Linked DNA regions of Danio rerio: region 1 is linked to region 2. Evidence: chromatin contacts called from public Hi-C data. All regions are on one chromosome and are shown on one strand. The core of a region is the stretch at or near the end of the contact, and the rest is flanking DNA. Distances in the headings are between cores, read along the strand shown.

Region 1 (7,470 bases), core at 4,093-6,592, 98 kb after region 2:
AGCACGAGAACATGCAAACTCCACACAGGACTCCACAACTGACCCAGCTGACCCTATGAGGCTACAGCGCTACCCACTGCACCTCCATACCACCCATTGTTATCATCATATGTCAAAATATTTAATATTACATTTTTAACCCATAGAGATTAATATTATTATTATTATTATTATAATTATTAAGAACCTACAGATATTAAATTCTATAATAATTAAAAATGATAGTTAAAAACATTATCCATGCAGTCTTGGCATTCTTAGTGGTGGTTAAAAACATTACTGTATATGCTTTATTTTCAATAAACATTTTTTAATCAAATCCTGTAACAATAAAAATAAATAAAACAAACATTTATAAATATTACAAAAATACTACAAAAATATCATGGTGATCATTTGTGGTTTGACATCTATTAAAAATGTATATTCAATGCAGTAAATCAATTGATAAACATAAAGCTTCATTAAATTGTAACAGTATTAAGCTTTTGTTCTTTTGTTGTTTGCAGGAAATCAACTGTATTTGCTTGCACCGTTACAAAAAACAAAAAACAATAAAAACAATGCAGTTTATAATAAGAAATAAAATAAGATAATAAATAACATACAAAAATTTATACAAATATATATGCACATTTATAAATAGCAGAAATGGTCATAAATGTGGTTCAAAAAGCTTTACTGTTCACCCTCATTAACACTTACATTTATTAATTCCTTACAACTCACTTTCCCATTTCTGGAGCTTACATGAAAGCATAAATTGCATTTTCTGTTGACTTAACAGACACATTTATTGGCTGATAGCCTCATTACAATTATCTTGTAACTTATCTAGTTTTCTTTGATAACATGAACATTTTCAAACAGAGTTGGGGAATCGGTCATGGCATCTTCTTTGACATCTTATACGGGCCATGATTAACTCAATACTGACTGCTTGATCAATAAATGCACTATCAATGTTTTCACCACAAAATTAGCTTCTGTCATTTATAAGTTAGTCAGTTCATTAGTGTATTAGCATTAAGGAGATGCTCGTGTATGTTTTATATCGAGAGTGATGAGGACTGACACCTGCAATAACATGTGTGATGCTATTGAAAGTGTATCATCAAGAACGACATATTATGCCCCTTTTCATGAGACTTTAATTAAATTTCTGATGTCCCCCAGAAGGTGTCTGTAAAGTTTCAGCATAGAATACCCTTTAGAAATTATACTACAGCTTACTTCTTGGCTTTATGGAATACTTGAGTCTGATTGGTCACTCATGACATTCCAAGTTATGTTATGTTGTTATGTTATGTTATGTTATGTTATGTTATGTTATGTTATGTTATGTTATGTTATGTTATGTTATGTCATGGAAGGGGTAAAGTACATCCATAAAAATCTATAAAAATTTGATTAAAGGCAGACAGGCTTGTCAGCTGCCTTATGCGAATCAGAGGGGTGTTGTATAAAAATGAAGGGCTTTATTTGTCAAAACAACTATCTGATGTAATATATAGCACTCACACAACTTACACAAGCACTTATATAGCAATTACACAGCTTCTTCCCACAAAACATTAAAAAAGACACAAAACATTGTTCTCATAACAGTTTATTAATTTATTAATTAAAGACAAAGCTGACAGAATTGAAAATTATTGAATGGAGCATACACTAACCTATGTATTATTTAGTCACAAGATGATGCCAAATGGTAAAAACAGTGGCAGGACAGTCAATCATATACCTCTGGATGATTCTACACACTCGGATAAGCCTGTGTTGCTAGTTTCAGTGGTTGTTTTCTGGGAATAACCAATATAATCTCACAGCAATTCATAAATTTTGATTTAGTGGCAAATTCGTTTGATCTAATTTGTACAATTTTGTACTATTTGCACATCCCCCGATGACATTTGGGTTTATGGGTGGGGTTAGGTGCCACGCTCTAAAGCAGTGGCTAAGGCTTTGTTAGAATCCATGTGCTGAAGTTTATTAAAGGGTAAGGCAGAGACATCAACGAAAAAACAGGTAGACACACCTCCTTTTTTAAATCATACAATTTTGTACGACTGAACTCATACGAATTAGCCACTAATCTGACAAAACGTACCTTGGAAAATTGTGACTGACCAATCAGAATCAAGTATTCCAGAAAGCCAGGCTCAACCCAGGCTCAATATGGATACATACACAGGTCTACATTTCTGTGGACAGCTAAATACGTAACTGGACGTCTTCTTGCAGTTTTTGTTTGTGCAAATCCGTCATAGGCCGATGTGTGTGCTTTTTGATGATTTCTCTCTCAAATTTCTCTCACACATGCTCTTCTCGCATTAAACTAATCCACCCACCCCTTCTCTAAACCCAACCGGTAGTGTTTTCAAAATCAATTTAGAAAATGAAAATCAGTAGCAGCTGCGTGATTTCACCATGTTTTCAGCCTGTTGTTTATTTACTTATTTATTTATTGCTTTTGTTTTGTTTCAAACCCTGTTGTCGCAGTCAATTCAGCTCCGCTTCCAAAGTCCATCAGCATTTGCGGCGAGTTACTAGGCAAACTGGTAACATAGGTAAAGCAGTCCACATGGAGGTGAGCAGTCAGCTGATAGCACTAAAAGGAACAGAAGCCGTCAGCGGCATCATACTGCCCTGTACTGTTTATTGTTTAAGATGAAATGCAGCCAGACATACCTCTTGCTACATAGTTTGCGCTTTCCAGAAATTTAGACAGGTATACGTGTTCACAATGAGCCTGTGTTGCATAAGTTATACATCCTACATCATTAGGGGAATAAAATCTGAACAGTTCATTTTTTTCACATGCTTGCAGAAAAAAAGACTAACCAAAACAAAGTTACTGGGCTGTTCGTATTCATGTTTTCGGAGATGGTAGATGCATCGGGGACCCGATTACAATATTAAAACAAAGAAAAAGTCAGATTTTCATGATATGTTCTCTTTAACAGAACACACACGCTGCACTTGTCTTATTTAAGGATTGTGTTCATCTGTATCTCAAGGACCTCTGTGTTTTCCTCTCTTCTTCTCTGTAGTGTGTTCTGTACCTGTGGTCGCTGAAAATCCTCTACCCAAAGACACTATTTTTACTGAGAGGAAATCATGAATGTAGACATTTGACAGAATATTTCACCTTCAAACAAGAATGTGAGTACCTCGCTTTACTTTCAAACTATTGTGTTTGCAGTGCTTTTAACACATACACTGGAATGCAAAGTGATCCAAAATATAAAAATTTTATTAGTAGTCAGTTAGTTTAAGAATGCATTGACTGAAAGCAACTGTAAGGAGAGTTGTAAATTAATAAATGATTCGTACACTACCTGACAAAAGTCCTGTCGTTGATCCCAGTTTTAAGAGCAACAAATAATAACTTGACTTTTAGTTGATCATTTGCTAAAGTGGCAGAGGGTAGATATTTCAAATGAATCTGTTGAACTGCATTCCAATCATCACAAATACTGCAAAAGACCCATTGGAACCCTCATGGACCCAAGATTTTCTTAGAAATCAGTCAAGTTTGGTGAAGGAAAAATCATGGTTTGGGATTACATTCAGTATGGGGGCGTGCGAGAGATCTGCAGAGTGGATGGCAACATCAACAGCCTGAGGTATCAAGACATTTGTGCTGCCCATTACATTACAAATCACAGGAGAGGGCAAATTCTTCAGCAGGATGGCTCTCCTTCTCATACTTCAGCCTTCAAATCAAAGTTCCTAAAAGCAACGAAGGTCAAGGTGCAGCAGGATTGACCAGCCCAGTCACCAGACATGAACATTATCAAGCATGTTTGGGGTGAGATGAAGGAGGAGTCATTGAAGATGCAGTCCTCCAAGCTCATGGTAGTCATACACAATATTATTATTTTTCCACTGCACCATGACTTTATATACTATACTGTACATTACTTCTGTTAAGTGAAAAGGCTTTAGTCTATGCAAAGTCAGACCTTACTGTCCTAAATAAATAATTAAATAATTAAATATCAAGGCATGACCATGTTTTATTTAGGGAAATAAACATAATCTAGAGGCCTTTGCCTTTCATTTCAGCCACTATTGATACCAAATGATCAACTAGAAGTCAAGTTATTATTTGTTGTTCCTAAAACTTGGAAAGGCGACAAGACTTTTGTCATGTAGTCTAATATAGTGTATCATAGTATATTGGATAAAAATTTTTTAAACATAAATTATACAAATATTTAAATCAGAATAACACATGCTTGGTTGCTAAAACCCTAAAATTGGGTCAAAAATGAGCCAACCCAACTCTTGGGTGAAACTGTGTAATTTAATTGTATTTTTTTAAAATAACTTTTTGTTTGTTTATACCTGACCCAACATTGGGTTACTATAACCCACACTCTAAAAAATGTTGAGTTATTTATTTAATGCAATGGCTGAGTTAAAAATATGTGGTGCTTTGTTGGGTTATTATTAACCTTTATTGGGTTATTTATTAATAACTCAACAAGTTGGAATAAATATTTGGTGTTTTCTTGGGTTATTTCTAACCTTTATTGGGTTATTTATTTAATAGCTCAACCAGTTGGGGTAACATTTTAAAATTTCAACAGTCAATTGATTTAACTGACACCGAACAGCTGTATTAATATGCGTGTGTAATGTTAATATTGCATTATAACGTTTATTTAAGCTGTAACACAATAATGTTTATTTTATTTTATCAAATTATCTCTCTGTGTCGTGTTTTTTATATCTGTTTCACCAGAACTCCTAATTATTGATGATAAAAATGCGCGCTTCACAGCTGATCTATGTATGGAGAAAAACGCTTAAGTGTCTTGAAATTAAAATGTAATGGAAATTAAGCAATTTGTTATTTATGTTATGTATGTTATTTATTTACACAGCCATAATTATATAAAAAAGTAGTACTAGTTATAGTAGCAATGATAATATCAGAATGGAAAAAATAACACTTAGTCAAAATAACCCATTAAAAAAAAAACAATGCATTGGGTTAAAATAACCCATAGTTGGTAAGGTGCTAAAGTAATATAGTTGGGTTGTATGCTGGGGTATTTTTAATCCAACTATTTTAATTGAGCAGTATTATTTAGAGTGTAACTTCAGCAGTGTCTGTTGTTCCTAAGAGGATGAATCGTTTAATGAACAGAGTGAGGTTTATAACTAAGAGCAGTAGCACAGTCTGGAGGAGGGTGAACTTGGTGTATGAGGTAATGCTAGATTCAGTGCGGACCCTTCCCATGAGGCTGAGCGGCAGAGCTCAGAGACAGCAGACCAAACTCTACTCCACTGACCTGTGGCCATGGTGACCAATGCTTCAGAGAGGCGGCGTACTGAGACATAATGAGAATACTACACGCGTCGACAAACCTCCTCCGTCTGGAGACTCTGTTTGTCTTGTGTGAGTGTTTGTGACGCACCCAGACACATGGGGCTGAGCGCTAAAGTTTGCTCCCAGCTGGAATCTAATGAGGCCGGAGAAAAACATAATAAGTGCTGTTATTACAAAATAGCTGTTGTTTGCTACAAATATTAGGGCTTTTTTCTTGTTGAAGAACTGTAAGAAATGATCAAAATGACTTGTCTTGCTTCACCCATAGGGGGTAAACAGCGGAAAACAAGTTTTGTTGTTGTCGTTGTTCTTTTGAAATGAACAAAATGTTTGATGTACTGTGCTAATACATTTGCATGCCAACTACACAGGCCCAGACATGTTTATAATGTCAGAATCTTTATTGTGACATTAAAATATCACAATGCTAAAACACAATGCTAAAATGCTAAAACATGCTAACAACAACAATAAATATATATACATATATATATATATATATATATATATATATATATATATATATATATATATATATATATATATATATATATATATATATAAAACGCTATACAAAATAAAGCTGAATTGTATTAAAGCGCTATACAAAATAAAGCTGAATTGTATTCGAATAGGTAATCATCATTGAGAATCTTGTCTTTAAGGTACAGTACAATTTAGATGTTGGCAAAGACTAATTTGGTATTTATAGGTAAAGGTGCAGTAGGTGATCTGCCTGAATGCTGGTTAGCATAATATCTTTCAAATACAATCCCTCCCCTTCCTGAAATCATAAACGCGCACATTAAACATGACAGAGACCCTCCAGATCATGTAATTTGCCAATTAGAAAACTTTATAGTACTTTATAACACCGCAATTCTGAATGAAAAACTATATTATATCTAGCACGTTTTCAGTTGTGTAGTTAGCAAGCAAAACTTGTCGTTAATGTGTTGGAGTGTGATCTGCGTGAACAGATGCGCAGTTGTACAAATCTACATTTGCTGACAGACAGTTTTGGGCTACTTATCAGAATTATGGGAATTATCTGCCTGACAATTTTTAATAAACTATTTTTTAATCTTATGCCTTACCCAGAATATTAAAATACATACAAATTCATTTGGAAAATTTACTTGAACCAGTACAACTGGATCATGATGAAGAGGCTTCAACAAGAACAACAAAAATTGTTTTTGAAGACAATCACCTACTGCACTTTTAATGTTCTATATGTGAATGTTGGAAGCTCAACTTCTACTCAAGGCAAAAAAATAAAAATAAAAATCTAATGTTGTCATAAACGCGATCATTAAGGCACACATGACATTTTGTCCACTGATAAAATTGCACCAATACAAAATACACAAATGTTTATTTATTTTTTATTCTACAAGGTAACAAAGCATTAACCATGCTGCAGCTGGTTTTATGCAACATATATAATTACACCACAATCATTATATGCAGCATATCTTTTTTGTAGATATGCATTTTTAGATTTTTAGTAACTACACTGTAATAAAATCCTGGTTGCCTTACATTTTTAAGCTAAATCATCAACATTATGAGTTTTTTGCACTTATATTATGACTTAAAACAGCTTGCGTAGCTTATAAAATTAAGTTAGAATATGATTAACTTAGTTTAATACGTTACAATAAACTAAAAACATTTGCTTTCATGACTAATTGAGCATATATTTTTTTACAGTGTAAAACCTTTAGCTCAATAAAGTATTATTTTCTTACTAATACTTAGTAGTTTAGTTTAGTTTAGTTTAGTTTAGTTTAGTTTAGTTTAGTTTAGTGTACTAAATTAATATTACACTTTCAAAACTGCTTGGGCCGAACAAAGTACTGGATATAAAATGCTAAAACATGCTAACAACAACAATAAATATATATATATATATATATATATATATATATATATATATATATATATATATATATATATATATATATATATATATATATATATATATATATATATATATCAATAGCTTTATGAAGCCAATGCAATGAGTTTAGAAACATTAATAGCAGATTAATATTTGTTAAAAGCTAAAGAAAACAAGTGAGTTTCAAGAAGAAATAGAAAAAAAACAGTTGAAGAGGTGG
Region 2 (6,740 bases), core at 1,563-4,062:
CTTGGTGCCAGATTTCTCCCCTTAGCTCTTACCCATCATATTCTCATAACCCTCACCATTCACTGAATTTCCTCTACCACTGTTACGGTCACCCATTATATGCAGCTGGTGTGTGGTTCATGCACTGGCACCATTGTCCTGTGGTTCCTGTTGCATCATCCAGGTGCCGACGCATAACCTTGCACTGCCCCTCATGACTATAAAGCTCTTTGGGTGTATGGACATTCACAATATATGTGATATAAATGCACATTACATTACACTTCACATTAATTAATTTCTGCAAACAGAGTCAGAAAGACTTTTCTCTCTTTATGATGTAAAGGCTGTAATGTGCTATAAAATGCACATATGATCACATACTTTGTTTTCTCAAATCTATAGATTTGCTGTTCCCAAATTCAGAAATTGCACAAATAACATTTCCTGGTGTTCACATATGTAAGTGCTTGCAAATGAATGCAAAGCAATGTACATTTTATATAAACAAATATAATAAAAACATTTAATAAATAAATCTAGCTTTATAATATAAATTTATTTAAAATACTCTGTTCACTTTAACCCAATTTTCACTTTTTGCACTTTGGGAATTGAAGATACAGCAAGGATCCATTATTCCGAAATATAATATAATATAATATAAATGTTTATCCTCACTGTATTCACAGCTGTTTTAACATATCAGAGAAGAAAGCGTCTGATTAGCAGTGTGGATCTATGTTCCACTAGCTCTCCAATTCAACTCCTCTCTTTGACTGCTACATTAAAAAACACATTTGCTACAATCATTTCTGAAAAATATTGTCCCTTTGTCTTAGTTCATGTGTCACCATTTTTCATGACTTGATATAAATGATTTGTGCAGAAATGACGGTTACAGTATTTTTTGTATTAGCATATTATTTTTGAAAGATATAATTATTTTTTACAATTTCACAACATTATTTGTACAAAAAATCACTTAGTCATATTGTCTTCTGTAATGTTATATTTGCATTTTTTGCAAATATAAAATGTTTTAATGAAATTGAAAAAAACTGTCACTGTAATTTAGAATATATATATATATATATATATATATATATATATATATATATATATATATATATATATATATATATATATATATGTATATTAAAGATTTAATACTGAAATGCCATATTTACAATACGATAAGTTCTGAATACTCATTCTGTAATTTGCCTTATGTTGTCATTTCTTTATTTATTTTTTGTAAATTATCAGATTTTTTCAAATAAATAATAAAAGGCAGTTGGTATAGAAATTACTTCTACAACTATTTTTATTTAAAGCAGCAACTTTTATAGATAATACAGCATGTTTTAGAATAATTTCTTCATTATGTATATTTTTTCACTTTGCATTCTGTAATGTTGTCTTTGGTAAATTAACCTTTTTATTAATTTCATTTACTAATCAGGGGTGACCAGGTGGCTCAGTGGTTAGCACTGTCGCCTCAAAGCAAGATGGTCTCTGGTTCAAGTCCCGGCTGGGTCAGTTGGCATTTCTGTGTGGAGTTTGCGTGTGTGCATGTTTCCTCTGGGCGTCAAAGACATGCACTATAGGTGAATTGGGTGAACACAATTAGTGATGCAGGAGTGTGTGTATTTCCCAGAACTGGGTTGCAGCTGGAAGGACATCTGCTGCGTAAAACATATGCTTGAACAGTTGGCAGTTCATTCCGCTGTGGCAACCCCAGACAAGCAGGGACTAAGCTGAAGGAAATTTAATGAATGATTGAATAATCTGCACAAACGGCGTAGAAATGACTGCCACTGTAATGTTTCTATTATTTACTTCATATGGGCTCACTGAATATTACTTCAGTCCTAATTTTTCTGTCAGTTTACGTTCCCTTTTTTGGCAAATTATCAGCTTTTTAAATTACCTACAATAAACGATGCTAGAGTCATCTGTCCTGGTAATTTTTGTCCCACTAACTTTTATTTACAGATAAACTGAAATCCCATAAACTGTTTTTAAAAAATATAATTTTGCCTTATGTTATATAATTTTTTTGTAAGTTTTGTAATAAGTAAACAATAAAACATTGAGTGTATAATTGAAGCTATTTTATACAGTATCTTTTTATCAACAAAATATGCACTGCAAGGCTAATACAAAAAAAATTTCAAAGTTTTTTTTATCATTCTGTCATGTCACATTTAATGTAATATTTTTGGCATATTTTACATTAGAGATTGTTGTCAAAGTAATATTGTACTTTAAACTTTTATTTAAATGCATAATAAAACGACACATTTACTCCAACAGCCATTATAAACCAAATGTAAAAAAGCAGTCAGTAAATTTGCTTAATGCCTTTTAAATGACAGTTTTGTCTAATTCCAAGTTTTGTAGCTTACTGAAGCACCATTAACCATAATTGTGGTCATTATCCACAATTTCCGTTTAAATGAGCACAGCAACTCTGCTTATTTGTCTATAAATAAATAAAAAAATCTCTCAAATAACAGTTTTGGGCCGATGCCACACGCGGGACACCGCCACGTACACTCGCCCAGACCTGAGTGGCATTTCAAATCGATCATCCATCGTCTGCGTCCTCGGGAAAGCCCTTCATCTCCACCTGATGGCAGCATCACGCAGCCTCTTCTCGCGGGTGCGTGGGAGTTCCCTGCTTCGCCATGTCGGGGTGGTGCAACGCGCTGAAAGGATCTCCCGATCTCTCTCTCTCTCTCTCTCTCTCTCTCTCTCTTTCTCCCTCCACCGCCTCCACCCCATCAGCAGCACCATCCTCCCACTCACGACAGTCTCAGTCTCAGCAGCAGAAGAAGCATCGTCCTCCTCCAACCTCTCCAGGCAACAGCAGCAGCAGCATCAGCACCATCATCATCATCCGGCGGTGAGACACGGAGGAGACGCATCCGAGTGATGCCACTGCACCAACCGCATCTCGTCACCGCGAACACACGCCGAGAATAAAGCGCTTCTTCTGCGAGGAGGGAGAAACACATTCGCCTGGAGACATTCACTGCCCATGAAGATGTCTAACGCCGACATGGTCTTGAACTCCACCGATCGGGTAGTGAAATGTAAGTGAATGGCGCATATTTCCCTACCTATTTGCTTCTTACCTGGGTTTTTTCTTTTGCGATGTCGCGCCGTACTTATATAGGGCTACTAATGCTAATTAAGACGCATCGGGCGCGTTTGTTAATGTGATCGGTTTACGTTCTGGATTGAAGTGTTTATGATTTTGTCTTTGCTTTGGATTGGTGTTAATCGAGTCACAGGCAGGTAGGTCGGGGGAGACGCGTTAAATAAGGCAGATCCAGTGGAGGCGGTGATGCAGCAGGATTTTAGGTGGCATCACGCAGCCCTTCCTGTATTTTCTTCATAGACAATGGAAGCAATAGGGGTTTTCGGCGCGTATCTGAGCTGTTTGCTTTCTCCAGGGAAGCCTCTGAGTCTGAAGGTAAATCATTCGAGCTGGGAACTGTCACGCCCCCGTTGCGTCTGATTGATTTTCTCGCATTTGCTGGTCACGTAGCGCACATTAATATTCGCGAGTGTTCATGAAAGCGGAGATCATTGAGACAGAATATTAGCGTCATGGTGCTGTATAGAAACTATACGTCATTTTAATTAAAGGTACGTTCGGTCATTTTTTTGCTTTAGCAGTATTAATGTCTAAACGTAAACTATGCACGTAAGTAGTCTTACTACAGAAAATACAATTTTATTCAACCCAGAGGGTGGCCACCATGTTTGGATCACGTGATCGTTTTTGTTATTAGTTTGAAAGTAAAAGTAATCTCAAAACATGACTTGCACCATAATTTAATAATAAAAAGAAGACGGACAAAACTACTCATTTAAGCCCAAACTGCTGGTCAGTGAAGCCAACATTTTTTTTTAATCATTTTTATTTGTTTATTAATACAATTGGTCACACAACCTTTCAAAATACTTTATCTGACTCACACACATACACAGGCATTTTAATGTGTATGCATTTCAACAATTTGTATTATTTCTCCCAGGCTACAGAGGTTCATGCATAATCTCTCGATATATTATATCCCATACAAATGTCTTTATTCTTGATGATAAATTTGTACGAATGTACTTTGTATTCTCTTTGCACAATCCCTTATCTTGGTAGGCATCCACAGCTGTTGCTGTAGTTTGCACATATTTTATTGTGTTCTTTTTAGGAAGTTTTTTGGTGATTATGAATCGACGACACCAATTACAGCTGCCACCTTGTAAAAAAACTAATCACTACATAAAAAGGAAAACAATATATAAAGTGCACTGTAAATTTACAATGTGCTGATCACTAAAAATTGTGAACCCTACTATGGCTTTATAGGTTTTTGGAGTCCATGCGTCCAGGCCAATAGGTGTCAGCAAAAAGTCTAAAAGCAATGTTTAGACAATGCTTTGTTAACATCATGCGTTTCGCATTTGCAATTTTATGAAATCTCATTTTTCCTGTCATGTCTTATATGTTTGTCTGTTGGCTCCAATGACTCAAATATTAATAAGACAACAAGACATTTTGAAATAGGGTGTTCCTCAGTAGTTACTCTCAAAATACATCATCAGAAAATAACCACATGATCGGTGGCCAAAAGAGAAACGGTTAAAAAGAGCTAAAAATATTAACTTTGATTTTTATTTTATTTTGTTATTTTGCATATTTTTTTGGTTATTATTTATTTTGCATATAATAACAGTAAGGAGACATGATTTTAGTTTATATTCATATTTAGACAACACAATACTACGGTGGCTGAGAGAGCTTAACATGATGCAATTTCTGAAAACACGTGCAGTTACAAAAAATGCCAGCAAACTGAAAAAAGATCTTCCTCAGTTTGACAGCACATGTGCTGCAAATCCTTACATCGTCACATTTGTAAAAAACTTGCCTTTTCTCATAACACAAAAAAATTAATAAAATCGTTGCATTTTCTCATAATACAACAACAATTGACAAAAATGCTGCATTTTCTTACAACACTTGCAAAAAGATATACGGAAAAAGACATAATGGAAATGTTTCAAGGGGACTCAAAAATGTGACGGACGCTGCTACTTAGGTTATGGGCTGTGTCCGAAACTGTCGACTACTCAGTAGGTACTGCATTTTAATTTAAACGTACTGCTCGGTCGTTAGAAAAGTACATTCTATAAACTATGAATGGGAAAAGTATGGATTTCGGACGTACTACATTCGCCATTTAGTCATGGTCACGTGACCTACCTGCGTCAGTTGCGTCACTTTACTTCCATTCATGAATTCTCTCGTGGGGCAATATAGGATAGCGCAGCATGCATGGGATGCGCACTCCAAAATCTCGCCAGAAGTAGTAAGTCATCCAGGTACTTCTCGCATACTGATTTTCGAATTCTATGAATTCTTACATACTACTCGGCTCGCATACTGATTTTAGCGTACTATACAGCATGGAAGTATGCGGTTTCGGACGCAGCCATGGTTATTTAAGCTAATAAAATACAAAATACATAAAATAAACAAAAAACTCACCTTTCAAAGATTACCAACAACTTCACTGAGCAATAGTCACGGCACACTGGCGTCCGTCACATTTCAAGTTGTGTTCTGTTCTTTTTGCAAGTGTTGTGAGAAAATGCAGCGTGTTTTTGTAAATTGTTAGCATTGTGAGCAAAGTGCAGCTTGTTATATTAATGCTTGTGTTGTGTGAAAATGCAGCACGTTTTTTTTTTGTGTATGCATAGTGAGGATTTGCGGCACATGTGCTGTTAAACTGATAAAAAAAAAATTCTCAATTTGCTGGTGTTTTTTTGTAACTGCACATGTTTTTTTTAAGTTCCAACACATTAAGCTCTCTTCGCCACCGCCAAATAAAGACTTAAATTAAGAAAGGAATATTTGGTGTAATAACCGTGATGAGATCTTAGAGCTAATTTAGTGCAAATGAAATTTGAAGTTTGGAGGAAATGATATCAGATCTTTATAGAATAATACAATTTTTTAAAAAAAAATCTGCACCTCACCTATTAAGAACAGAAAATCCATAGAAAATTGTCTCTTCATTTTTTTACTAACACAGGCTCCTTGGAAAAATGTGTCCAGGAATACATTTTAAAAGAATGTACCCTGTACTACATCCTCTTGCCGTTTTTATTTTCACAAATCCTATATTCTTGTAAATAAGTGTGCTATTGCAAACTCTGGAGATATTCCTCTCAAAACAGTAATAACCCAATGCTGATCTGCTTCTAGTGTTTTTTTAAACGCAAGCTAACACTTCAGCTTAGCTGAAATTAATTTGAATTGCAAAAAAATATTGGCTTGTGAAGTTTTGAAACAATTTCCAGGATATCTTCATTTGCATGCTAATGTGGCCACATTTGAATGCTTTCTACTGCGTTGTTTTAAAAAAAATTTGGCTTCTGAAATGCTTCATGTGTCAAAGACAAACAAAAATGATAATTCTGTCACCAATAACTGTGCAAATTTTATTTAAAGAAAGAAACGTCAAGCAGATTTTTGTGCATAATTGCACATATCAACCTGAAGATCACCCCACGTGTTCTGCAGTCTTGATTTGTTGACATGGACAGTTTTTTGGCAGAACATTTGATTTGCATCTCCTTTGAATGTGGAATCTTATGACAAGGGCCATTATAACTCAGGCTTTGATATAAGTCATCTGACCTCTGGAAAAGTTAAGGTTGCATTAGTCATGTAATGAGTC

What was found. A called contact is a pair of places that touch in the nucleus more often than the background predicts.
Region 1: a contact with region 2 is called in a Hi-C map of an unstated tissue, with 2.9 times the contacts expected there. The contact joins the enhancer-like site here to the promoter of ppp3ca in region 2. A contact is called at or near these places in 2 of 18 Hi-C or Micro-C datasets (embryo and an unstated tissue).

What each region holds. Positions count from the first base shown.
Region 1 is chr21:32,133,374-32,140,843 of GRCz12tu, forward strand. It overlaps ppp3ca (protein phosphatase 3, catalytic subunit, alpha isozyme), which reads left to right. Exons shown (of 15, transcript NM_001198550.1): 4 at 3,054-3,165. Among named protein-coding and RNA genes, the nearest start is that of ecscr, 40 kb to the right of the region's middle. Within about 2 kb of position 5,343, at least 10 of the 62 cell types and tissues checked have an H3K27ac peak or open chromatin away from gene starts, as enhancers often do.
Region 2 is chr21:32,038,005-32,044,744 of GRCz12tu, forward strand. It overlaps ppp3ca (protein phosphatase 3, catalytic subunit, alpha isozyme), which reads left to right and starts at 2,813. Exons shown (of 15, transcript NM_001198550.1): 1 at 2,813-3,080. The coding sequence starts at 3,026.